4 separate regions of the Drosophila melanogaster genome follow, and all the other regions are linked to region 2. The links are chromatin contacts, called in public Hi-C and HiChIP or PLAC-seq maps. All regions are on one chromosome and are shown on one strand. The core of a region is the stretch at or near the end of the contact, and the rest is flanking DNA. Distances in the headings are between cores, read along the strand shown.

What was found. Hi-C and Micro-C count contacts between places; a contact is called where the count stands out from the background. HiChIP or PLAC-seq counts read pairs in DNA pulled down with a chosen protein or histone mark.
Region 1: a contact with region 2 is called in a Hi-C map of the Kc167 cell line, with 1.6 times the contacts expected there. The contact joins the promoter of CG12535 here to the promoter of N in region 2. A contact is called at or near these places in 3 of 107 Hi-C or Micro-C datasets (the Kc167 cell line, the ML-DmBG3-c2 cell line and wing imaginal disc) and 2 of 6 datasets of contacts at active chromatin or transcription factors (both in the Kc167 cell line).
Region 3: a contact with region 2 is called in a Hi-C map of the Kc167 cell line, with 1.7 times the contacts expected there. The contact joins the enhancer-like site here to the promoter of N in region 2. A contact is called at or near these places in 2 of 107 Hi-C or Micro-C datasets (the Kc167 cell line and the ML-DmBG3-c2 cell line).
Region 4: a CP190 HiChIP or PLAC-seq map of the Kc167 cell line shows a contact between it and region 2, with 3 times the contacts expected there. The contact joins the promoter of CG32795 here to the promoter of N in region 2. A contact is called at or near these places in 2 of 107 Hi-C or Micro-C datasets (eye imaginal disc and wing imaginal disc) and 1 of 6 datasets of contacts at active chromatin or transcription factors (the Kc167 cell line).

What each region holds. Positions count from the first base shown.
Region 1 is chrX:3,447,142-3,450,468 of dm6, forward strand. CG12535 reads right to left here and starts at 1,802. Exons shown (of 4, transcript NM_001297909.1): 1 at 1,754-1,802. The region is part of intron 2 of lncRNA:CR44999 (long non-coding RNA:CR44999); the gene reads left to right.
Region 2 is chrX:3,133,593-3,136,452 of dm6, forward strand. N (Notch) reads left to right here and starts at 1,278. Exons shown (of 9, transcript NM_057511.4): 1 at 1,278-2,235. The coding sequence starts at 2,076. kirre (kin of irre) reads left to right here. Exons shown (of 11, transcript NM_001258579.3): 11 at 1-940.
Region 3 is chrX:2,662,078-2,665,131 of dm6, forward strand. The region is part of intron 4 of sgg (shaggy); the gene reads left to right. Among named protein-coding and RNA genes, the nearest start is that of lncRNA:CR45197, 12 kb to the right of the region's middle. Within about 2 kb of position 1,789, at least 22 of the 39 cell types and tissues checked have an H3K27ac peak or open chromatin away from gene starts, as enhancers often do. A contact at or near this core is called in the Kc167 cell line, where this site is marked.
Region 4 is chrX:2,788,910-2,791,906 of dm6, forward strand. CG32795 reads right to left here and starts at 1,658. Exons shown (of 9, transcript NM_001258580.1): 1 at 1,336-1,658; 2 at 1,150-1,248; 3 at 329-469. The coding sequence starts at 391. All of the region lies in intron 2 of kirre (kin of irre), which reads left to right. It overlaps w (white), which reads right to left. Exons shown (of 6, transcript NM_057439.2): 4 at 2,840-2,997; 5 at 2,505-2,636; 6 at 1,690-2,434. The coding sequence ends at 1,820.

The DNA.
Region 1 (3,327 bases), core at 552-3,051, 310 kb after region 2:
TTTTTTTTTCAAAAAAGTACGAAAGAATGAAAAAAAAAATAGGCAACTTTAAGGCAACAGAGAAGAACACCTGTGGGTTTTCTTCTGTGTTCTTGGAACACATCAAATGGGACACATTAAGGGGAAACAGGAAAACAGGAATGCTTTGAAGAACCTGCAAAGGACATAAGTTCGTAACAAAAATTATAGTCACCTATTAATAAAGTGAAATATGCGCATAGAAATAGATAACTAAGAAACTATATAATTAACTTAGAAAATATACAATATATTATGATTCTTTCCAATAGTGAGAAATTTGCCTTGTAATATTAATAAATTTCAAGTAATTTTTTTTTCGGTGCAAGGCTAAATTTAAATGCGATTTATGTATGCATTTATTCATTATATGCATTTGCATATATTGTAGTAAGCAAAACGGCCAAAGTTGCTCGTGCAAGTGCAATGGAAAATGCGATTATTGGGTGAAACTACTTGACTGGCGGCAACTCGCAGCTTATCGGCGTAACTGTAAACTGTATTATAACGATGGGCGGTGGGTGGGGGGGAGTGGGGAGTGGAGTGGGCGTGCTCACCAAATGAGAGAAAATGGCGCCAAGCCAAAGCTTCGTAAAAATGAAAGCCACGTGCATGGCTAATTAACAGATGTCCTCTCACTGCAGTCTTATCAACTGCACTGCAAGAAAACAAATCGAATTAGTGACTTAAATAAAATAAATTTCAGTATCTACATATGTACATACGTTCGTTTGTCTAGTTTTCTTTTCTGAGCTGAACTGCAATTTGTAGAAATTTTCGAGTTTTATCACTTTGATTCACATTTGAGCCATCTTGTTTTTTTTTTGCTTATTTTTCGCTTGGCGCCCCTCCATTGCCACGCCCACTGAGCAGCAGCGTTTCCCACATTTGAAATGCTGATGAAGCGACTAAAACAAAGGGAAAAGTGCAAGTAATGAGCGGCCAGTAAGGAGATACCCTAGCGTTATTTTGTTTATGTGTATGTACCATATATACATATATGTACATACACGTTTGCCGTATAAAAGTGGCAATTGCGACGGAAAAAATGTCTGGAAATTGATTAGGAAAATGAATTTATTACATCTCGTTGTTAAGAATGAACAGCAAATTTAAAAACCATTATCGATATCAAAAAATAATTGCTCTAAAACTGAACGAGTTTTGCACCACAAACCAAAATGCCCATTGTGCAAATGAAAATCAATGGGTGGCGAGAAAAACAAACAGAAATTTACGATAACTGCACCTCTTGTGTTGACATTTTACACTGAAGGAAAAACGGTGTGGGGGGGGGGGTGGTGTGGTGCTTGCAGCGTAGCTAATTTGCCAAATGCACAAGGAAAACAACAAATAGGAACCGGGAAAAAACAAAAAAACAAAACAAAAAACGACTGATAGAAGGTGACAAAGTGCAGGGCAAAGTAGAAGGCGAAATAAAATTACGGTGCAAATAGAAAATAGCTGCGCGATTGGGCAAAACCAACAACAACTGAATATAAACAAAGACGCAGACGAGACATAATAATAATAATAATAATAATAATAATAATAATAATAGTACACACTGCTGCGCCTGGACCAAGTCCATCAAAATAATGTGTGATCAAATGTCTGGGTGTCCCGATCATTTATCGAACGGCGAATACGAAAATAATAATAATAACAATTAACAATCGGGACAATTTGAGTGTAAATTCCACGAACTATTGCATTATTGATAACACATACATACATATGTACATTTATATAGTTTTTTTGGGCACGAGTTATGGGAAATTGGTAATTGCAGATATGAAAATCATTTATTTTTGGACACACTGCTTCCGAGCGTGAGATCACGAACTTGTTATCAGGTTTCAGTTTCAGTTTCAGTATACTGCCTTTGGAATGTATCAAATGTGTGTGTGTGCGTGTGTGTGTGTGTGTGTACTCAAGATAATACCAGGACTCAATCGAGCTACCAAAAATAGACTCTTATATTAGTAGTATAAACATTGTATAATTCTATTATGACTCCACTAGATACCATCCAGGTTATGCAACTTTCTCGCTAGATTTGTTATCTTATCTACGAACTATCGTACCCTAGTCCCATACATACATACATATTATTCCCGAATCCGGCGGCTTTAGAATGCTCAATGTTCGGTTGCAGCTAAAGCTATTGTCATATCCCACTTTTCGATCCCGGAACTGATGAACCCCAGACATAATCCCATTAACCATTAACCATTAACCATTAACCATAGCATCATAATCTTTGGCTCGACTGCTGGTGGGCCAAGGGCACAATTGTCGAGTGTGCAAATGATGTACGTATGTATGTACAATGTACAACGAACGACGACTAAAAAGCGTGCAAACATTTGCCTATATTGGCATTTTTATTTAAGAATGACTTTACGACTTATTTTCGCATGTTGCACAGCATGTAAAAAGACGCGCCAGGCATTTAATTTTTTAGAGAGCTTTTTACATACATACATACATGCATACATATGTATGAACAATGTATTTAGATGGAGCCTTCGTGCGCCGCGAAATATTAAATGAAATAAATTTTAACTGCAGTTGACAAAGTTCGGGGACGGATGTTGGACGGGCAATAAAGCGAGCAAAAAAAAAAAAACAAAAAACAAAAAAAAAACGACACAAAAACACAAAAAATAAACCAAAAGCAGTGTGTGCGAAATTTGAAATGAAAATAATTAAATCAGCGAAAAGCATGGGGAGAAATCTGAAATTCGAATGCACGATAATAGACTTCTATATAGTATGAGTAGCTATAGTAGCTATGGCTGAAGTATATGTATGCACATATGTATGTATGTACATACATATGTATGTCTGGTGTGCATTTGTCTGTGTAATTTATGTATGCTACTGATTATGACCGCCCCTACCGGCTAAATTTGCACTTAATGCCATTTGCCTTGTCTCTAAGTCCAATGCGAATGCGAAATTCATATTAATCGCTCTCGGAAATACAAAGTATGAATAATTGTTCGCATTTCGCATGCAATTTGTTGCCTTTCGAATGCTACCCTAATACGGAGTACTAACACTTAGTCCGATCTTAGTACTGCCACAGAATGTACATATGTATGTACAAATGTATGGTATGTATTTACATATGTACGTGGAAGCACCCCTTCAATCAATTCCAAGATCACGAACTTCATCCTTCCATGCCGACCGAGTTCATCTAATTGAGTCAGAATGCGATGCCACAAATGTCGCAAATGAATCAAGAGGATGGGGAAAATGGGGAGGCGATTTGGGCGTCAGACGAGCTAGGGTTTGTTG
Region 2 (2,860 bases), core at 28-2,527:
AGCATTTCAGCATCCATGTGAAAAGTTGAATATTTTTTTGTCTAGCCCTAAGCGCGTAAATGATATTTGAACTTAAATCAATTATGTAAAGAAGCAAATGAAATATTGTATATCGTATATATATATATATATATATATATATAGAGCATAAATGTGTATGTCAACGCTTGAATTAAAAAATGACTAGCTAAGATTAGAGAGAATGTTTGTAATTTTTTTTTTTTGTCTGCCTAGTTTAGGTTTAAGCCTATTTATAGACGTAAATGAAGAATTTTAAAGGTAAAAAGAAAAACTTAAAAAGCTTAGAAACAATTTGTAAAACATTTGAGCGATCTACCAAAAAAAAAAAAAACGCAATTAAGTGTAAAGCGTTCAATTTTTAACACGAAATGCTGCCTTATGATTCCTCGTTGGGTTCTTAATTCACTAAGCCAATACTGTAATTAATTAACTAATTTATTGTTTCATATTTTATTTTTTGTTTCTTTCGAGAATATACATATGTATGTATTTATCTAAAGTAATTCTGAAAATGCTTAAAAATAATGCCCGTTCGTTTAAACTGATTTATACACTCGAATCTAATTCTATTCTTTCCGTGGGCCAATTGCGCCGAGCTTTTTAACTGGGATAGCGTTCCGAAAATCGGAGATAAGTATGGTGTTACATATTTTTTTTTGTTTTCGATAATTGTCAAACGATTCAATTAAGCGTTCAATTATATAGACGTTACACACGAAACGAAATGAAATTCAAATGAAATCCTATTAAGCCAAGTAAAGTATGATAATTGCAGGAAGCGGAGTTGCGAAAAAAAAAGGTACGGAAAATGAAAACTAAGAACGTATTGCGGGAAAACCTAACTTAAGTCGAGAACAACTCAAATTAGTTGAAATAAAGATACGAGAACAAAAGGAAAATAAAATACTTAAAAAATGCTACAAGTGCGTTTTTCAATCAAATTTATGCACATTTTTTTCCAGTGCCTACGAATTTTACATTGTCGAATTTTACATTATACATAGCGTAATTTCTACGAATCTTACATTGTCGAATTTTACATTTTACATAGCGTAATTTCTACATACCGCTATGACGGCACTAAAGCGCCATTCGGCGAAATGGGGAAACTACTCATGCAAGCGGCTCGGAGCCCGGCTAACGTTATTTGTTCACCAACCGATCTCGCAACGCTGCGAAAGAGCGCGCTGCCAAAATGGCTCCCCGCCATACGGTATCTTTTTCTTGCACCGACGCGGTCACACTGCCGATTTGAAACAGATCGCTTTTTTCCAGTGGACGAAACGGTTGTGAAAGCGGACGAGCGTTAGGCAGACGAACCTGGAAAGCGCAGAGCACAGTTCTCAACATTTATTTTTTTTTTGAATGTGTGTGCAACAACGCACGTAAAATCGCGCTGCCAACAGGATATACAAACAAATCAATTACACAGCAAGCAAATGCAATGAAATGAAAAGGATGGCCCCAGCGGGAAAGCCGTTCAGCAAGAGCAAGGAGTGCCTGTCGCAGGGATAGCAACGAGAGAGCGACACAGAGAGCGAGAGAGAGAGAGGGAGAGAAACAAGGATTTTCGAAAAGTGTATCTACCTCGAGTCGCGCGTGTGTGAGAGTGAGACGAAAGCCGAGTGCAAGAAGCGCAAGAGGAAGAGAGCAATACGCAAGCGTGCGGCGTCGGTTTGAATTTGAATTTGTGGCTCGATCCTCGCGAAGAGAAAAGCAAGCAAAAGATACACGAAAAGCGTTCTTTTTTTGCCACTTTTTTTTTATGTTTCAAAACGGAAAATGTCGCCGTCGTCGGGAGAGTGCCTCCTCTTAGTTTATCAAATAAAGCTTTAAAGTCTGAAGTTCAAAACTATAAAAAACAAAAAAAAAAACAAAAAAACAACAAACGCGCTAAAACAAAAAATTGCTTAAACTACTGAGACTAGCATACTAAACCTAAACTCGCAGTTAAACATATCCTCAAAGAGAGACCAAAGAGGAGCGCTAAAGAAACCGAGAAGCGAGTAGAGGTGAAAAACTGGAAAAGTGGTTAACTGGAAAACTGGATTACAATGCAATCGCAGCGCAGCCGACGTCGCAGTCGCGCACCAAACACTTGGATTTGTTTTTGGATTAACAAAATGCACGCCGTTGCGTCGCTGCCGGCGTCGCTGCCTCTGCTGCTGTTGACGCTGGCGTTTGCGAATTTGCCAAACACCGTTCGCGGAACTGGTGAGTAAAGCGGAGACGCCGATCAGAACAACTAGGCGGGGGGAGGGCAGGGTGACAGGCGGGGTCGCCCGAAAATAGGGTGGGTGCACAAACTGGAATTCCAGGAGGCTCAAAACGTTCCAAAACGCTTGCCAAAGAACGGTTTTTTACAGAACCAAAACTATGAGATAAGATGATCTTGTATAGCTGAAAGATGTGGATCTCAACTAATAGTACTGAATCGCATAATTGTTTGGTCTTAGATGTCAGTTTTAAATGGAGCATACTTAGTATGAAACAACTAAAATTGCAATTACAAAATATACATACATTTGCATTGGACTAGTTCCGCTTAAACCCGTTGGATAGATCGCTACATTGCATAGCTAGGAAATGTTGGTCTATAAAATCGGATGCATTCGCAACACATATAAGTGACTGAGCAAACCCATGCAACTGTAATCCAAAAAGGAAGTGATGCTACTTAATCTGCTTAATAAGCCTATAGGATTGTTGCAAATCCTACCTTAAAGAATTTCACTTTAAACGCAATCGTCGGAATCCGCTCCCAAATGCGTTCTCTGTGTTTCTCCATTCCCTTTTCGATCCTCTTCGTTTGTCTCCCTTTTGGGCAGCTCCTCTTCGC
Region 3 (3,054 bases), core at 539-3,038, 470 kb before region 2:
TTTGGATTAAGTGTGTGTATAGGTTATAATTATAATACGCTGCTGTTCTCAACGATAGTAGAAATAAGTGCGCACAAAATGACCGACGAGTTTTTGGACTGGCTTATGGATAATATAACATTTCCGACGAGCCACCGCATCCATCGGGATCCAGTTACCCAGCTGCCCACCAGTGTCATACGATGGGGTAGTACTTGCAGTCGATTGTTTTTAAAGATTCCACTAGGTGTCCGTTTTAGATATACGATAAACTGGTGGCTGTCAGTTGCATCAGTTCGGAATCTTGGCCCCGTGAGCTTAGCGAACGAAGCGTTAACGCCGCGGTGCGAAAAGTGGCAAGTGGCTAGTGGCTAGTGGCACATTCCCCTTGCTGCTGACTGCTACGATTACAGCGTATGGAAGGCACTGTGTCACAGCGTGCTTGTCACCTCGGTATCATCATCATATCATCATCAGCCCAAAGCAGTTCCCATCCGGCGAGTCGTAGTGGTGATTTGCAGCTTTCGCAGATGCTGACTGATAGCAGGAAGGTTGGCGAACTATATATATATATATATGTTGTAGAACTTGCCTAGCTTACTTTTGGTACTTCACTTCGCCCAACTACCGCCCACCCCCGATTTCTCGCTGTGTAGAGGTTAAGTCAAAGCTACGACAGCCTGCATGATCGAAGATCATCGGCAGTAAAGAGATCAAGAGGCACGCGGCTATATTGCTTACAGCGCTGATTATATATAGCCATAGGTATATATATATATATGTATATATATTCCCGTCGAGGGGGTGGCAGGAAAGAGGATGGGAAGATGGAAGGAATTGGGGATTCGGGAGCAGAGATTACGCCGTGTTAGCTGCTGTTGTTTCTTTTTTTTTTAACGCTCGACAATCACGCGCTCGTTTCATAAAACGGATGACAGAGCAAAAAACTTTTCCAAAAATATCAAAGCCCAACAACATGCATATATTGAACAGCTTGTGAAATGTATTTTTACGTATATGTATATATGTATTATATATGTATGTACATTCGTATATTCACTAAATCTGTGACCAAACGGAGGCGTGTCTCTGTCGTCTTTGTTTTTGTTTTTTGTTTTTTATGCCGCCCTCTCACCTCATTTCCTTTCTACCCTGCCCTGCCTCACGTTCGATTTGGAATTTGAAATGGAAAAATATGTTTTTGTGCTTTTCACTGGGAGTAGTAGTAGTAGGAATATTTGCAATTCGGATTATTATTTGTTGGAAAAGAGCAGGGAATCCATATAAAACCTATTGATGCTGCTGACCATTGAAGAGTAAGAGTAAATGTGGGCTTGTATTGATGGATATTGATGCTCCATATTGATCTGCTAAGAACAATATAGCAATTTGTGTATTTATATTTGCACACTGATAGCGATGCAACCAAGTGATTAGTGATTAGTGTTGCTATTTTCGTCACTTACAGCGATGGAAATGTTTTTTATTTAGCATTTGCCCAGCTGTTTTTCCATTGCCGTTACGCGTCTGCTTTTATATTAATTTGCTTTATTTTATTTTATGTTATCATGTCAACTCGCATTCAATACTCGTGTTTGATCAGCTGTGAAAAGAGCATTTTCAATGGATTCTAGTTACTAGATGCCAGATATCAGATACAAGTAGTTCTCTTTAAAATGCACCTCACAAACTATTGATTTCTCTTTGGCGAAATGGCTTCCTCTTCACCGATTTGTTTGTGTTTTGTATATTTGCTGTTGCTGTTTTCTGGGCACTTTGAGGTCTTCTAACGATTGGGGATGATGGGGAGGCATTTGGGCTTTACGTAGATACAAAAGAGAAAAAAATGTTGCCCGATTTTATTGGTGGCATTCAAAAGTATGCTATGGAAAGTTCCACCGAAGCTGCGATAGAAGAGACGACCGACCACCGACACCCGTTGTGGTGATGTGATAACGATGCAGGTGACAATGGCTGGCGGATTCATTTCTATAAGGTTGCCAAGTGCTGCAGATTGTGGGGCATCTCGTGATCTCCGCCCGCGTGGGTCGTCATCTGGCCATCCCTTTTCCACCGCCTCGCTTAACCGATCTCTGCCCTCTCTTTTGCCCAAAAACCGTGATCGACAGATAGATTTCTTAGCCAATAAAATAGAATAAAATCAATTCGTTTCAATTAAATGAAGTCTATATATGCTAACACTAGTCTATACTGCATATGCATTAGCATTAGTAGCAAACAGAAAAATGGCACTGATAGAGTATATTTTTTAATTGTCAGCACAACGGCAAGGTGAAGATTGCGAATCAAATATATAAAAAAATACTCTAAAATAAAAAAAACAAGGTGCACACTGGGGCTATACATACTCGTACATACATTTACCAAAGACCCTAGAATAACAAGATGCGTAACGGCCATACATTGGTTTGGCACTATGCAGCCACTTTTTTGGTGACGGCCAAAATTACTCTCTTTCGGCTCACTCCCGCTGAGAGCGTAAGAAATCTAAAAATATAATTTGCTTGCTTGTGTGAGTAAAAACAAGAGACAAGAACGCGTATAAGTGTGCGTGTTGTGCTAGAAGACGATTTTCGGGCCGAAATCAATTCTGATCGAAGAAACGAATTTACATGGTACATATTAGGGTAGTTTTTGCCAATTTCCTAGCAATATGATAAATTAAAAAAAAATTATTATAATTTTAAAGCTTTTTAAATTTGTTTGTTAAAATTGTTGCTCGAATTAGCTACCGTTTACACATTTATATTTATGTTTAATTCTAATTTGTCTCTCATCTGACAATTTTTTAAAAGCTAAATATTTTTTTTGAAACACTTTTAATGTTAATGTTACATCATATTAAGTCAAATGATTTAATAAATATACTAAATAATTAAATATGATAACTGTTTATTGCAAAAGTAATATCAAAGACACTAGAATTATTCTAGTTTCTTTGCTTTGGTCATATTTTGAGGCACGAAGTGCGGACACAAGCACTCAACAATCATTACCTTATTAATTATTCACACGCCGCAAGATGAATACTCTAATGACAAATATTCTAATATA
Region 4 (2,997 bases), core at 408-2,907, 340 kb before region 2:
AAAAAAAGTGTATACAATTATGCATACAAAATTTGGTGCCATTTATAATGGTGCTTAACACTTTTTGCTGATAATAGTATCAAATTTAATGGAAATTATTGAGTTCTTAGTGAATTTCATTTGGCTCTCTTTGGCAAGGGTATTTTTAAGAACAAGCAGCTGTTTTTGTCCAAGGTGAAAGCGACACAGACACACGTGTGGGTGTTTGTGCGCGTGCCTCTTTCATGTCTTCGAATTTTGGTATTGATATCTATATAGTCTGTGGGCATTACTTCTCGATTCTACAGATGTATGTTTGTATATATAAATGAATATATATAGAGCTTACCTCCAGTTCGGCAAACTCCTTATTGAGTTCTTCCCACTCGTTTTTCAGCGAATCGATATTCATTCTGGTGGTTTTTTGCGGCTTTGCTCGCCGTTTATCCTTTATTTGGCTGCTATTATTTCTCCGTTTGTTTTTGTTTGCCTAGGTGGTTGTTGTTATTATTATTATTATTTTTATTATTTTTATTTGTTGTATGCAACAGCTGGCAAAGAGAAGAAGCAGAAGATGTTGCGTTTGAGGTTAGGAAATAAACCGGTGAAAAATCAATTAAATATTTTTCTGCGATTTCCCAACAAACAAACACGCACGCACTCACACACATGCACACACACCAGAGCACACCCACACAATCACGTTGCCACGTTGGAAAAGCAAAGAAGCAACAAAAAAAAGACCGCAATTTGCCTTTGCAATTGGAAAATTAACAAACAAAACTCAAAAGTCAACACAACTTATGCCGCGTTCTCTTGCCTTTCGCGTTTATTATTTTTTAAAAATAAATACGTACTCGCGATGAGCACGAAAACAACCGGACCGCTACCGTCGACTAATATTTTGTTATTAACTATTTCCGCTGCACTTTTGTTTTAAATACTTCGGCCAAACACACAAAATACAACACATAAAGCGCAAAACAACAAAAAACACACTGCCCACACGCACACAAAGAGAGCGCGAGAGCGCGCCAACCAAGTAGCGATAGATAAGAGAGAGAGAGAGAGAACTAGTTCCAGTGAAATCCAAGCATTTTCTAAATTAAATGTATTCTTATTATTATAGTTGTTATTTTTGATATATATAAACAACACTATTATGCCCACCATTTTTTTGAGATGCATCTACACAAGGAACAAACACTGGATGTCACTTTCAGTTCAAATTGTAACGCTAATCACTCCGAACAGGTCACAAAAAATTACCTTAAAAAGTCATAATATTAAATTAGAATAAATATAGCTGTGAGGGAAATATATACAAATATATTGGAGCAAATAAATTGTACATACAAATATTTATTACTAATTTCTATTGAGACGAAATGAACCACTCGGAACCATTTGAGCGAACCGAATCGCGCGGAACTAACGACAGTCGCTCCAAGGTCGTCGAACAAAAGGTGAATGTGTTGCGGAGAGCGGGTGGGAGACAGCGAAAGAGCAACTACGAAACGTGGTGTGGTGGAGGTGAATTATGAAGAGGGCGCGCGATTTGAAAAGTTTGTATATAAAAAATATATCCCGGTGTTTTATGTAGCGATAAACGAGTTTTTGATGTAAGGTATGCAGGTGTGTAAGTCTTTTGGTTAGAAGACAAATCCAAAGTCTACTTGTGGGGATGTTCGAAGGGGAAATACTTGTATTCTATAGGTCATATCTTGTTTTTATTGGCACAAATATAATTACATTAGCTTTTTGAGGGGGCAATAAACAGTAAACACGATGGTAATAATGGTAAAAAAAAAAACAAGCAGTTATTTCGGATATATGTCGGCTACTCCTTGCGTCGGGCCCGAAGTCTTAGAGCCAGATATGCGAGCACCCGGAAGCTCACGATGAGAATGGCCAGACCCACGTAGTCCAGCGGCAGATCGGCGGCGGAGAAGTTAAGCGTCTCCAGGATGACCTTGCCCGAACTGGGGCACGTGGTGTTCGACGATGTGCAGCTAATTTCGCCCGGCTCCACGTCCGCCCATTGGTTAATCAGCAGACCCTCGTTGGCGTAACGGAACCATGAGAGGTACGACAACCATTTGAGGTATACTGGCACCGAGCCCGAGTTCAAGAAGAAGCCGCCAAAGAGCAGGAATGGTATGATAACCGGCGGACCCACAGACAGCGCCATCGAGGTCGAGGAGCTGGCGCAGGATATTAGATATCCGAAGGACGTTGACACATTGGCCACCAGAGTGACCAGCGCCAGGCAGTTGAAGAAGTGCAGCACTCCGGCCCGCAGTCCGATCATCGGATAGGCAATCGCCGTGAAGACCAGTGGCACTGTGAGAAAAAGCGGCAATTCGGCAATCGTTTTGCCCAGAAAGTATGTGTCACAGCGATAAAGTCGACTTCGGGCCTCCCTCATAAAAACTGGCAGCTCTGAGGTGAACACCTAAATCGAATCGATTCATTAGAAAGTTAGTAAATTATTGAAATGCAAATGTATTCTAAACATGACTTACATTTATCGTGGCAAAGACGTTTTGAAAGGTCATGTTGGTCAGGAAGAGGAAGATGGCTCCGTTGATATTCATCACACCCACTTGCGTGAGTTGTTGGCCCAAAAAGATGAGGCCAATCAAGATGGCAACCATCTGCAAATTAAAATGTTACTCGCATCTCATTAATATTCGCGAGTTAAATGAAATTTATTTATCTTCTGCAAAACTATAAACTATACATCTCATTGAAAAAAACTAAGAAGGGTGTGGAATCAGGCAATTCTATCTAAAATCTAGCGAATTTGTTTCCAAGAATTGTAAGCGTTATATCATTTGTTTCCACTGGAACCACTCACCGTTGTCTGAATAAGTCGCACTTTTACGAGGAGTGGTTCCTTGAGCACCGACAGCCAGGATCGCCACAGGACCGCCCGGAACTGCATGAACCAGGTGGCCTTGTAGGTGTACCCATTCTCCGGCTGCTCCAGTGGCTTCTCCAGATTTTTGGTGGCCA